Linked DNA regions of Mus musculus: region 2 is linked to region 1. Evidence: chromatin contacts called from public HiChIP or PLAC-seq data. All regions are on one chromosome and are shown on one strand. Each heading gives the region's core, a stretch centred on a gene start, on an enhancer-like site or on the middle of the called end of the contact. The rest is flanking DNA. Distances are from core to core; before and after follow the strand shown.

What was found. HiChIP or PLAC-seq counts read pairs in DNA pulled down with a chosen protein or histone mark.
Region 2: a contact with region 1 is called in a CTCF HiChIP or PLAC-seq map of CD8 T cells, with 12 read pairs. The contact joins two enhancer-like sites. A contact is called at or near these places in 1 of 39 promoter capture datasets (macrophages), 1 of 15 datasets of contacts at CTCF or cohesin (CD8 T cells), 1 of 484 Hi-C or Micro-C datasets (the N1E-115 cell line), 3 of 115 datasets of contacts at active chromatin or transcription factors (CD8 T cells, embryonic stem cells and pancreatic cancer cells) and 2 of 9 other capture datasets (adipose tissue and pancreatic islet).

The regions. Positions count from the first base shown.
Region 1 is chr16:97,399,447-97,406,562 of GRCm38.p6, reverse strand. It overlaps Bace2 (beta-site APP-cleaving enzyme 2), which reads right to left. Exons shown (of 9, transcript NM_019517.5): 2 at 6,841-6,929. Among named protein-coding and RNA genes, the nearest start is that of Bace2, 46 kb to the right of the region's middle. Within about 2 kb of position 4,617, at least 47 of the 459 cell types and tissues checked have an H3K27ac peak or open chromatin away from gene starts, as enhancers often do. A contact at or near this core is called in CD8 T cells, where this site is marked.
Region 2 is chr16:97,464,780-97,471,895 of GRCm38.p6, reverse strand. It overlaps Fam3b (family with sequence similarity 3, member B), which reads left to right. Exons shown (of 8, transcript NM_020622.3): 8 at 673-931. The coding sequence ends at 762. Among named protein-coding and RNA genes, the nearest start is that of Fam3b, 37 kb to the left of the region's middle. Within about 2 kb of position 3,360, at least 49 of the 459 cell types and tissues checked have an H3K27ac peak or open chromatin away from gene starts, as enhancers often do. A contact at or near this core is called in CD8 T cells, where this site is marked.

The DNA of each region.
Region 1 (7,116 bases), core at 3,368-5,867:
CAAACATATTTTGTTCTCTTCTTGACTGAGCATAGGATGTGATCAGTCACTCAACCTCCTGCTCCCTAGACTTCTCCACCATGACTATGAACTAAAGCAAATCTGTTTTCCCTTAAGTTGCTTTTGTCTACAGATTTTGTTACAGCAAAGGAAAAGACACTAAAACAGACTGTAGCCTCACACTGAAAGACAAAATAAACCTTTCTTATTTTTTAAAAAATAATATTTGACTTTTTATTTAAAAAATTACAAGGAGTAATCTCTAGCACATTTTATAAAAGTACTACCACATCAAACATTTAAGATCATTTAATTCCAGTGAAGAGCTATCCTCCCCCTCCTTTTTTCTTTTAAGGTACAAATTCCAACTGGATGGGGCATGTGTCCTTAAAATAGAAAGCTTCCACCATGTATTCAAATGTCAAAAATAAGATTTTTGATAAGCTTATTGCTTTATGGGTGGGCAGGGTGCTCTTAGTACATTTCAGGTAAATAAACTTTATTAAAAACTCTGAGGTTATTTCTGTTTAAAACATTCAAGATAATTCATAGAAAATAGACATATTTATTCAAGTATAGACTGAAGAGCTGGTCATGTAGCTATGGACATTTAAAGGTATAGCAGCTCTTAAAAAACAAAACAAAACAAAATGGTATTGCTTGGCTTATAACTGAAATGACTAAAACTGGAAGACCAGTGTTGCTATTCTATGTCCTGTTAGGATCTTTAAAAAAAAGTCACACACTTGGCTGAGTAGTCCATGTGGTCTTAAAATATTCATATGTGTGAGAAATATAAAGAAAAGACATCTGTACATGATCATGAAAAGAAAGCTATCCATTTTTCTTTCGAAACTGCACTGCTATTTAAAATACTTTTGTAAAGTCAGAGCCTCCTTTGCAGCTGGCACAATTTTCCAGGTCTACTTGGCAACTGGGGAAGCCCCTTAGGTATTAGTGAAGTAAAAATGGTGGTGAGAAAAGACCAAGCTGAAGCCGCTAACCCGGTCTTTGAGCTGCACTGCCATCGTCACCCATATCTTCTCTTCTCGTGTCTTCACAAGGCACTCTGCTCTCTAAGTTCTAGATTATTTTCATTTTGCTCATCATTGTTAACTTGAACATTGTTGGGATCCTGTTGTTGGTGGCCTTCCTGCCTGAAGGAAACCATCCAGCTTGGTGTAAATCAATGGTACCATGGTCCCATTACCATGACAGACTGACCCAAGGAATAGACAGATACATTGCTGGGGAGAACTGCAGCTTACAAGAACATGTGTACCCAGTGCAGCCAGCTGCCCTTGAAGACTTCTCAGACCTACTACTGTCAAGCATTTTTCATGGCAACGAGAAAACTCATACAAACCTCTTGAGGGTGGACAGACATGAAGAGAAAAATGGGAGTAGATGGACAGGCAGGGCCCCAGGGTCAAGCCCTGGTAATTGTCCATGTTTTGTTCACTGTAAGGCCGTTGGGACTTGAGATTTTAAGGATGGATCAAAGAGCAAGTTGAGTGTTGGTGCAATCTCAGATGTTCCAGGCACACAGTGGGGAGGAACAAACACATCTATGGGGAAAGCCAATAAGGGGAAACAAACGCTGACATCTTGATTCCTTTGATAAACAGGTCAAGTTCAGAAATGCTTGCAGAAGGACTTGGCATGGGAGTCAGCACACCTTTCCTATGAAGGAATCTTCTAGCATTTGCTTACCTTATAATCTCTGTTGTAGGTACAGAGCTGTGGTGCTGTATCAAGGGAACAGCCACACACCATATAGAAGCATAAAACTATATGTATATGTATGTATATATATATGTGTGTGTGTGTGTGTGTGTGTGTGTGTGTGTGTGTGTGTGTGTGTGTGTACGATGTATATGTATATATCCAGCAGCCAGATTTGGCTCATTGTCAACATCTGTGGACCCCATAAATTAACTAGCAGATCAGCTATCTCCCCCTACCCCATCAGCTTCCTTAGGCGGGACTTTGAAAGGTATTTTATTTTCATCCCACCTAGGCTTCAGCATGTTCCCTAGAATAAGAACTTGAGTGGCCTCATAGCCACACAACACGTTTTTTGGTTTCCTGATACTGCACCTGCCTTACAGAAATGTTCCTGGATAATTTGATGCCACTTGTAGAGAGCAGAAAGGCAGTAGGAGTATAGTACCAGGGTTCACATATGTGTTCACTCACTCACTTACTACCTGTACCATTCAGGACCAAACTATCACATTCTGTGCTTCAGTTGCCCAATACTCTGGGATAAGCCAGGGTGGGTACCTCTGGAGACTACCTATGCAAACTAGAAAAGTTAATATGTGACAGATTTAGAATAAAATCCTGTCTCCCAATCAGTTTGCAACAAAACAGCTACAATTAGTATAATTATCAAAGGGCTTCCTAGCTTTCTCCAATCTGTAAGCTATCAGTAGAAAACTCAGGTTTGTTCTAGAAAACAGGATGATACCACTGAGTACCCTAAACATAAAATCTGACTGCCTCCTAAAAAGGAGGAGCAAACATTCTTGGTATGGAAAGGTATTGTCTAATGTCTCTGGGCAACAGACTTCTAAATGGTCCAATGTTGTGCCCTGGACCAGTGCTGTCCAGAAGAACCTGCTCTGAGGACAGGCTGATCTATGTGTATGTCATCCATTATGGAAGTCACATGCGTCTACTGGAATGTGATAGTGACAGAACTTTTATTTCACATCATTTAGCATTAATTAACTTCAACAGCTCCACACTATCAGTGGCCACCCCTGTAGAAAACATTTCCTGGGAGAATGTGGGAAAATTGTAATTGTAAGCCTGCCCTCTTTGGGACTCCTTTACTGAATCTGAAACAGTGAAGGGGAGCCTGGGCAGTACCATGAGCAGCCCTGCAGGTTATTAGCACATTAAAGTGATCACCACATCTTCATTTGCTAACATTACTTTTCTGACACTGAGTTTCAGCCCTCACTTGCTTTTCCTATTAATCCTGCCATGAGAAAACCCTGGATGGGCTTCTCACTTCCAAGGCCTCCATTCCAGATGCTCAGATGCGGCAAACAGTCAAGGATGTGGGTGGTCAGAAATGAATCTGCTCACAGTAATAAAAACATTCTGAACAAGATTTGGAAGACATTCTGCCTCTGATCAGAGAGTTCAGGGAAAGTAGAATTAAAAAAAGAGATCAGCTGAAGCCAAGAAAAGAACTTTGGGGCCATCCTATTTCAAGAGAAAGCTATCATTGTTTCCAGAGAACATGGAAGGGGCGGCGTTGCTGACTTCAAAGGTGAGTCCTTGGGTCAGCTCTGGTTCTCCCAAACCACTTTCAAGCCCAGGGAATACTGAGGCCCCAAAGGTCTCTTCACAAAATTTCTGTGCATATTTCAGGGTTTAGCATTTACCAGTGGGTTTGGCTATTTGGTCCTTGTGACTTGTCAATGATTTCAGAAGTCACCAGAGCTGAATGAATGGAGCCTTGGGCATGACCTGATGGTTCAAGCTCTCAGGCTCCAAAGAAGCCAGCCACTGATGGACAGGTCAACCACAGTCTTGAAAAGTTACCTGAGTAACCAAGAGAAAGACCTGTTCCTACTGTAATGGAAAGGTATCTGTGTGTCCGCTAGCCTCCTTAAAGACATCACCAGGTGGTTCTTGGGTTCCCTAATCTCATGGTCATCATGCAGAAAATGAATTAGTTCATTGCTTCAACACCTCTGTGGGTTTAAACACAGATGGAGTGCAGAAGTAAGACAACATTAATAGACAAGCATGCATATCCCCCCCCCCACACACACACACACAACAGAGGATTAAGTGAGGTATACATTGGACCTTTCACTTGTCCATTTGGCTGGAGGCCATTTTATTGTCTGAAAAGAAAATGCATTTGAAAAGCATTCAGCGCTTTCCCTTTTGCTGCATAGTTATACTCTGTGGCATTCAACAGCTGCAAAGAGGGCTCATGACGGTGACAAGCCACACAAATGACTCATAGTGGCCCATCGTCTTCTATAAATCAAAGAGATCTTTTCAGAGAACTCTGAGCCCAATCTCCAATTACTGCACAATGCTTCAGGAAGTATAAAACCTGAACATAGGAAGGCTGGGGGTTTATATCAGAGGCTGCTAAGCCCAGCCAGGAGCCTTATTATAACAAAGAAATCTGAAGGCCAACTCGATACTCAAACATCACAGGGCAGGGCCCAACATCTCCACAAAGGCACCTTTGTCAGAGATCCAGAAGGAAAGACACTGTTCTCTGGCTTCCATCAGACTCAGAGATTGAAAAAACCTTACAACAGCCAATATCAGCAAACTACAAATGATAATTTATATGGAGAGCACATATTTCTTATAATAATTGTCTCTGCTGACTCTAAGCACAAACGAATTCCCTATCCCAGTCCTCCCAGCCCCAGCCAAGAGAAGGCAGGAATGGCAGAGACAGAGCACAGAGGGAAGCCTTGCTTTTTCTAGACCTGGGTGTGTTCTGCTGTTTCTTGTTTTATTTACTTAAAAGCCAGGGAAATAGATCTGAGGTGGCAAAGCTGAGGGGGTGTCTATGCCCTTTTGTGGGCTTAACAGGAAGGAAGGATGACTGGTCACAGCAGCAATGGAAAGCCCAGGAGTTCATATTGACTCAGTCAGATGAAGGCAGGTCTGAGAAGCCTTGTTTACTGCACAGGATAAAGGGGAATTTCTGCATACCTCCCACACACCTGGCTAGAGGCACAGAGTTCCCCTGAAGGAGGAAAGCAAAACAACATGTCCTGCTGGAGCCTGAATGAGAACCAAGGCTCATTGGCACAACACACACAGTGGGGGTCGGTGAGAAAGCTGCCATGGCTGTCCACAGCTGACCAACTAACACAGTGATAGAGTACACAGCTTCAGCAATGATGACTTCTATTTACCCTAGCATGTTTCCTTTGCCCTGTCAAAGGATCCCTGGGTGCACTTTGGATGGAGCTGAAAATGAAGCCGCCAAGAGGCTGCAGGTGGTTGCCTTGTGGTAGAACCCTAACTTTGCAGTGCACCATAAGCACCTGTGTCCACATCACCCTAATGTACACCAGTTCCAGTTTTACTGCTCCCTTCTTCTGGATCTTAGGCCAACAGGTCTGTGATAAGGATTGGAACTCTACACTGCTACGGGGATGGGGGTGGGCTGTGCATCTGCTCCAGATCTATGAGCTGGGACTTCTTGGTCTGCTACCCTGTTTGGGGCCACTGATAGGTCAGTGTCAGGAATGGTGCAATCCTAGAAGAGGCAGGGCATCCCTTAAAACACAGAACCATCTGCCTGCCACAGGGCTTCCTGAAGTTCCATGGCATGAGTGTGGGTGGAAAGCTATTTATTTATCTGAGCCTGGGGGCCTCCGGGCAGAGTTAGCATACATTGGAGCATTAACTAATATGTAAATGAAGGCACATGATGTTTTATTCCTAATCTCATGAGGATTGTTCTTCACTTTGGAAAAATCCCATCAACCATCCAAAGTAACCCAGTAAACAGTCTAAGTCAGTTGCCCAAATGGCCTCTTCGGGGTCAGTGTCCCATTGAGCCCACATTCACACACTGGTGTGCAGCATCCAGCATCCTCCACATGTCTCTCATTGGTACATTCATATGATGTACTGAGTACCTTACTCATACCACCTCATTCTCGACCCTCATCCTGGCTGGTGTAGATTTACTTGGGACAAGAAGTACTTCAGATTCAGGTTCTCTGGAGTGTTTGCACATACATACTGAGATACCTGGGAAAGGGCACCCATACCTAGATGAAAACCTCACTTGTGTCACGAATACCTTACACAAATGACCTTAAGGTCACTGTACACAGTATGTTTGGTGCATTTGTGTTGTGACTGACCTGAGATCTGTAGTGGAACTTGACATTTGCAGGATCATGTGGTTGCTCAAAGTGTTTCACGTTTGAGGGCATTGCATGTTTTTTTGGATCGGATACGTAACTAACACTTGCACTACCTCAAACTGGTAAGAATTATGTATGGGGTATTTAAATGGCCTTTTGATCTCATTGCAAGGCATTTGTACAATGCTAAAGTCTGGAAACTGGAATTCAGGAAGTCTCCTTGCTCCTTCACTTCCCAGGCTACAGTGTTAAACGGGAATGATCTGGAGCAATACTGTACTGAAGTCCAGAGGCAGTGATGGGAGGCGCATGGTGGATGTACAGATACAGAGGCCATCGTAAACCACTAGTGTGACCAGGAGGGGACAGCAAAAGCACCAAACCCAATCTGCTGGCACATGGGCACACACAAAGCAACTCCATCCACCCCACACACATGTCACATGGAAGCTCTGTGTTCCTTGAGGGAGAGGCCAGCACTAACGCACGGAGGTGTTATGAGGTGCCACCTGGCACAGGCAGTCCCTGTCCTCTCTTCAGCTGTGCAAATAAGGGAGCCTGTCATTCCTGCCACCTAGGTGGAACCTGATAAGTAGAGGGTGGGACACATGTGGGTGGGCCACATGTGGGTAGGCTTCCTCTCCAACAACTTTCCACACTGTGAAGTGCAGGTTCTGTGTAAACAAGGAATGTGTTACACTTGAAATTTCATAAGGTAATCTCCCCAAGGCTATTAGCAGAACCAGATACAAATTCTCCAGAAGATGTGCATACGTTGTGTGCATTAGTACAAACGCACACATGCACGCACACACGCACGCATATGCAGACAGATACACAAACCTGCACACATTGAATACAGTTCCTGAGAAATGAGACAGATGGTCCAGTACATTCTCAAAGATGCCAATCCAGCCCTCACCACTAGGCCAGCCCCTGCAGCTGTGTGTAAGCCACTCACCTCTCTGAGTCAAAGTAGGTGTCTATGTAGGAGTGTGGGGCACCTGCCACAGCGAAGTTACTGCTTCCAGTGTCCACAAGAATCTGTACCTTTTGTTTTTTTAAGGAGAAAAAAATTGGAAAGCTTCAAATTATTTGTAGAAGTATGAAGCACAACAACTTATTAATCAGTAAAAACTAATATCCATACTGATTTAGGGAGAAATGTTAGAAAATATAAACGTATGAAGTCATATGGGAAACATTCCACAGCCCTGGAAGATGCTGCTGCAAGAAA
Region 2 (7,116 bases), core at 2,111-4,610, 67 kb before region 1:
TTGAGGCTGGGTATAGTAGTTCAGGTCTATAATCTCAGTACTTGTAAGGCTGATACCAGAGGATTCACTGTGAGTCCCAGGGTAGCCTAGACTACAAAATAGGGCCATCTTCAACCAAAGAAGCTGAAGATGAGATAGGAAGGAAAGGAAAGGAAAGGAAAGGAAAGGAAAGGAAAGGAAAGGAAAGGAAAGGAAAGGAAAGGAAAGGAAAGGAAAGGAAAGGAAAGGAAAGGGAAGGGAGAGAAGGGAGAAAAGGGAGAAGGGAGAAGGGAGAAGGGAGGGAGAAGGGAGAAAAGGGAGAAAGGAGAAGGGAGAAGGAGGGAGAAGGGAGAAAAGGGAGAAAGGAGAAGGGAGAAGGAGGGAGAAGGGAGAAAAGGGAGAAAGGAGAAGGGAGAAGGAGGGAGAAGGGAGAAGAGAAGGGAGGAGAAGGGGAAGGGAAGGGGAAAGGAAAGGAAAGGAAAGGAAAGGAAAGGGATGAGAGGAAGGAAGCAGAAATAAGGGATGACAGAAAGAACACGTAGAAGAAGGAAGAGAGGTGTTGAGAAGAATTTTAACCTGGGCTGGAGAAACTGCCACTCTGAGACGTCTGTTCATATGACTTTGCTCACAGCAGACACAGATCCAGCGATGAGCTTAGTGAATAAATGACACACTTTTCTCTCCCTCACCTAGATCAACCACTCAGATCAATCCAGGAACAGATATGCAGGCTGGCCAGCGGAGATCCAGATCGAAGGATGCATACCCAAAGGGCTGAGATAACGGTGCTTGGACCTCAATAAACACGTTTTGTACAGATATACTCAGCTGAATGTCACAGGAGTCTGATCCTTTGAAGTCCAGCTGTGAAGGAAAGTGTTGACGGGGATTTGGCAGTTTGTTGTAAACCACTAAGACACTGTTAATCACACGGATCCTAAGCAGCTGATGGTATCGCACTGCCGCTGTACGGTGAAGGAATTTTCAAGCCAGGACAACTCGCAGAAGGGAGACATTTGAAGGGGTGGGGATGGATGGAGGCTGGAAAGGAGCAAAACCGCTTGCTGGCTGCTGAGAATGACGAGTCCCATGTCTATGTCAGGCCACGGTGTGGTCCCTACAGCTCTTCAGAGTGTGCTCTTATCCCACTGTCACTTGGAATACACTTGTTCCTGCCAAATATCTTCTGGGGAATGAATGAGGCCTTAGCCATAATCCTTGATCACCTCACGTTTGGCTCTTAAACTTCCCTGTAGGGTGTAGGTTTATTTGCTATCAGCTCTGCCTCTGTGCAAGGCTCTGGTTCACAAGGAGGGAGGCTGGCACTGTGGCTTAGCCACAATCTGCTCCCAGGAGATCACAGGCCAGTGAGTTCTAGAAGCAAGCTTTAGTTTCAGTAAGAAACCCTATCTCAAAAAAATGAAGTATATAGGGCTGGGCAGGTGGCTGAGTCAGAAAATTGCTTTCTGTATCAGCACAACCTGAGTTCAGATTCCTAGGGCCTTGTACAAGCCAGTTATGGTGGCACGTGTAATCCCAGTGCTGGTGAGCAGGCAGAGATCAAAGGCATGATGGCCAGCCAGCCTAACTGAAATGGGGAGCTTTGGGCCAGTGTAAGATCCTTTCTCAAAAATTAAAATGGAGAGTTATAGAGGAAGGCACTAACTTCTGACCTCCACACATGTACATATAGATGCATATACCTATATACACATATCTATACACAAGCATAACCACATACCCAAATGAGTAAATTGGGCCAAGAGTGTTGGAAAGATATCTGACTTCAACCTTGGCCACGCTACAGTATATACATGCATACACGCACACTCACCATGCACAGGAACACACATGCATACACACACATGCACACACATACACACACATACACACACACACAGAGAGAGAGAGAGAGAGAGAGAGAGAGAGAGAGAGAGAGAGAATGAGAGGCAATACATAGAATTGAGAATATCTGGTGCACTGAATCCCTGCATACTTGATACATCAATCTATTCTAAGCTCTTGGCAAACAGGTGCATTGATTACTCCCTGTGATGCATGGGATACCAGTATCCAGCTTCCTGGACTCTTCCTATCCAATGAAGACATTGGAGAGAGCAGAAATTCAGAAGCTTTCTGCCCTGCTCCTGCCTGGACATGTGTTGCCACCCACCGTGCTCACTCCCTATCCTCCCCTCCCCCCAAGACTTACCTGGAGAGTTCCACATAGGATACACCAGCTCTCTGCAAGGACACAGTAAGATGCATGGTCATGGCAGGGAGATGAGAGTCTGTTAGCACAGTGGCTAATGAGTATTTAGGAACTACAACAACCACTGCACATCAAGCAGTCCTCTGGCCCAGGAAAACACAAGAGTTTCAGAGCACAGGCTCCTCAGTCTCTACCTTGTTTCTTGCAGATCACAGGTAGGATCCTGACCCAGGCTTGACTATAGGCTCCATTGCTTTCCCCAAATTCCTATGCTGAAGTCCTGATGCTCAGTGCCTCAGAATGTGGTCTTCCTGCAAGTAGGACTACAGTAGACTTAATTAGTTAGGACGTGGCTCTGCTGCAGTAGGGCCAGTCCTTCTTGCATGGCTACTGACCTCATAAGCAGGGACAGTTTGGGCACAGACCTGCATGTTAGTACCACGTGAAGACAGGCAGAGAACTACTGATACTCCTGTAAGCAAGGGTGTCTTAGTCAGGGTTTCTATCCCTGCACAAACATCATGACCAAGGAGCAAGTTGGGGAGGAAAGGGTTTATTCAGCTTACACTTTCCACATTGCTGTTCATCACCACAGGAAGTCAGGACAGGAACTCAAGCAGGTCAGGAAGCAGGAGCTGATGCAGAGGCCATGGCAGGGTGCTGCTTACTGGCTTGCTTCTCCTGGCTTGCTCAGCTTGCTTTTTTATAGAACCCAAGACTACCAGCCCAGATATGGTACCATCCACAAGGGGATCTCACCAACCCCACCCCATCACTAATTAAGAAAATGCCTTACAGCTGGATCTCATGGAGGCATTTCCTCAACTGACGCTCCTTTCTCTGTGATAACTCAAGCTGTGTCAAGTTGACACAAAGCCAGCCAGTACAAGGGGATACCTATGGGAGCCTTGTGGGAGCCCTGGGCCTGGTTCTAGCCTCAGGATGTCAGTGAAAGCCCAGCTCAGCTGTGCTCAGTCTTGGGCACATCTTGCTGTGGACCCCAAATCTGTTGGGTGCAAATAAGCCCTAAGCACAATTGTACAGACTCCTTTGGGCTTTGGTACCTATAATAGTGACTTGTCTCATTGTGACTAAAGAACTAACTAAAGCAACATAAGAGTTTCGCTTTCAGTTTTAGGAATACAGTCCATCATGACAAGGAAGTCAAGGTGGTTGGAGGTTGCAGCTGGCCATGTTACATCCAAAGTCAGGAAGCAGAGGGATGGCCATTAGTGCTTACTTTCTTTTCTCTCTCTCTCTCTCTCTCTCTCTCTCTCTCTCTCTCTCTCTCTCTCTCTCTCTCTCTCTCTCTCTCTCTCTCTCTCTTTCTTTTTCTCAGTCTGGAATATTGGCCCAGGGAAAGGTATTGCTCTTATTCTGGGTGTGCCTGTCTTCTTCAATTTACTTAACCTAAACACTTCCTCATGGACATGCCCAGAGGCTTGTCTCTTAGCTGATTACAGGACTAACCAAGTTGGTAGGCGTTGTTAACCACTAAGTACCCACAGATCTTCCGGGTAAGAAAGGAGGAAATGCATTTCCATCGTATCTCCTTTTAAGGCATGCTGACCCCTCTGATTGTCAGGTGACAGGCTCAGGGCATGCCTAGCCAGGCAGGGTTCAGGTCTTTGGCTTAAAGATGCCCAGCCTTTTATCCTATTCCCATGGCAACTCTTTCTACCTGACCCTTTGTCAACCCCCACAGACCACACTGTCAGGGAAGAAACTCTGAGGCATTGACTGCAGATTCACTCGTGTTGCATAAGCTGGTACCCGGCTCTCGGCTGCATTTGTGTTGTGATGAATGTCACTAGTGTCCAGCCCCAGCACTGAACAGGGACGGGGGCTCTTGTGCCTCTGGGGGCACCTGCTCTTACAACACTGTCTCTGCTGTGCTTGGAACCCCTCCAGAGGATAAAGAACTGGGCCACACCTTTGAGTGTAACCTTGGCTAGATTCCTTTCTTTACGTTTGTATCTGGTACTTGTGTTTACTTTTATTCTACTGACTAAAACTGTGAGCTAAAGACGGCACACCTACTGTGCTCACACCTACTGTGCTTATACCTGACTTTCCATTTCAGGCCTGGACTCACTGGCCATGACTTGTGTCTGTCTGCAGCATATTTTAGCAGCTTCAATGGTTTGCTTATTAATCATTCCCTAAGGCTCATGTAGTGGAGACTTGTTCCCAGAGTGACAGTAATGGGAGCTTATAGAACTCCTAAGAGGTGGGCCTAGCAAGAGGTAGTTAGGATATTGGGAGTGTGGTCTTGAAGAGGACTGTAGGACTCCAGCCCAGTCACTCCTTGGCCTTGAGGTCCTCTCTTTCCAAGCCCTGGAAAACCTCAACCCAGGCTTCCCTTAGCATTACAAAAGACAAAATCTCAACAGTGATGGGCCAGCATCTCAAGGAACCAACAGGAACCTTTGTTATAAGCTGATCGGCTCATTTTTTTTTTTTTTTGACGAAAAAGCAACTTCTTATGTAATATATCTTTCCTCAAAGGCAAAATTTGCCTTACCAAGAGAATTCTAATCAAAGGGCTATTCTCAGCTGTGGACCTCAGCCATTAGCCTCTGATTGTCCTGAGCTCTGAATCAACTCTAGGAAGCAAGGTCAGGCAGAAACTACTAGAAAGCTCATACTGGTATGGTTATCACAAAGTTGCTGAGTGAATTATGTAACATTCCTGAAAAAAAAAAAAAAGGCACAGTTTGGGGGACAGAAGAGCTATTGGGGATCACCAAGGGTGGGAGAAGGGAGACAGTGCCAGAACCCTGGGGTTTGGGTATTTGATGGCGCTCTGAGCAATACTATCATGGTAGATCTTGTCCTGGAGCTTAGGGCAGTGATGGTGTCCACTATAATGATGGTCTTTGTCATCATGTATTTGTTCAAAGCTGAGAGCAGACTGTGATGTAGAAACGTCAATTGTGACCACTAGGTGACAGTGTGCTGTTATAGGTTTACCACTGAGCTAGCTAAAGGTTCTCTGCTGAGGACAGGAGTGGGCACTTGGATGAAGAAATGGCATATACAGTTCTGTACTTTCTGCTACATTTTATCTCTGTGTGAAATCGCTTTAAAATAGTGTTTATAGCTGTGCACTGAAATGCACACCTGTAATTCCAGTACTTGGGAAATAGAGGCAGGGATTGCTGTGAGTTCAAGGTACACAAGAAGACTGTCTCAAAATAAAACAAAGTGTTTACACAAATACAAAATGCTGCTATGGATAATAAATGATAAACAACTGGAGCTGGGAAGAGTCAGGCAGCTGGGCAGCGGCCCTGCACATCTGGTCACTCAGCACATTGGGACAGAGCCCCAGAGGCTGCTGAGTTCTCTCTGGGAGTCAACCCAGGACAGGCTGATTCATGACAGCTTTGTTGCTGTCAGCCCTTTTAGCCCACCACTCACTAGAGGTAGTGAGAAAGAAAGGATACTGGCTTGGAATGTAAATGAAGAAAATATCTAATAAAACTTTGTTTTAAAAACAAAAAAGGATACTGGGAAGTTGACCTAGAAAGGTTCCCTGGAGCAACTCCCATCTGTGTTGTCTGAAAATCAGCAGTTCAGTTCACAGGTTAGCAAGCAGTGGCAGCTCCATCCACCCAAAAACACTTCATCAGCTGTCCAGTTTGATAGAGTCAGGATAGCAAACATGAATCAGCAGTGGTGGCACAACCTAGCAGAGATAGCCAGGCCTCAGCCTTGACTTGAGTCAGCAGGAGGGACCAGGAATGGACTCCAGGAGAAGTTCTTCACTGTGCCCCTCTCAGGGAAGCAAATATCGGCGAAGAAGCAAGACCCACAAGCGTTGCACAGCTAGCTCTATAAGCAAACCTAGCTCTGTCTCCAATCATGTCACCAGGCCCTATTTATACCCTCCAAACATCATGTGTCCTTGCCTCAGCACACGTCTTATGCATCTAATCAGCCCAAATCCACAGAGTCCTGCCAAATGGAGCTCAACTATGTAATGCAAGGTGGACCAATACTTGCATGTTGTTAGCAAAGAATCCTTCATCATGTGTCCTTTTGAGTGCTTGCTTTAGCAGAGCATCCTCTTTCCTGTGTCTGCTTCAGCGAAACATTTCATGAGTCTGCCTCAGTCTTTCACTTATGACTCCTTCAGGAAAACACTCCTTCATGTGTTTGCTCCAGCAAAACACCATCCAACACAATTGACTTTCCAAAGAACCCGTAAGTTTCCACTTCAGTGTTTACCATCTGCTGTTGTGCAGATGTCAAGAGGCACTGTGCATATGACACTGGAATTCAAGCAAATGAAGATGACGTAGAGGTGAGATGTGTCCAAGACCCCATAGATGTATATTGCTGGGATTGTTTGCCAGCCAGTTGTAGATCTGCCCAAGGACAGGTGGCCTTAAAGGTGGCTGCTGCCATGGAGACAATCACATCCATTCCCCTTTCTGAAGGTTTGGGTTATCTTCATTTTGGCAGTTCCTGGTTGCAGGGAACCATGTACCTTTGTAGTCAGCATGGCCCAGTGCACATAGAGAGAGCTGGAGATTCAGTTCCCAGTCTGGGACATAGTCTTAGCTAGTATCTTGGCTTCTTTTCTATTGCTGTGGCAACACACCTTGACCAAGGCAATGTATAAAAGAAAGTGTTTAACTTGACATAGTTTCAGGCCATGATGGTAGAGTAAAAGAACAGTTGAGAGCTCATGCCTTCATCTATGATCATGAGGCAGAGAGTGAGCTAACTAGGAAGCTGAGACAGGAAGATTGCAGTGAGTTTGAGGCCGGCCTGTTCTACAATGGGAATTTCAGGTCAGCCTGAGCTATACTGTGAGACCCTGACCCAAGGAGGAGGATGAGGAATTGAGGGATAGGCATCTTAATTCACCCTCACTGCCCCACCTGGTGCTGTTTTCCAGTCTCTTGTGCTTGGCA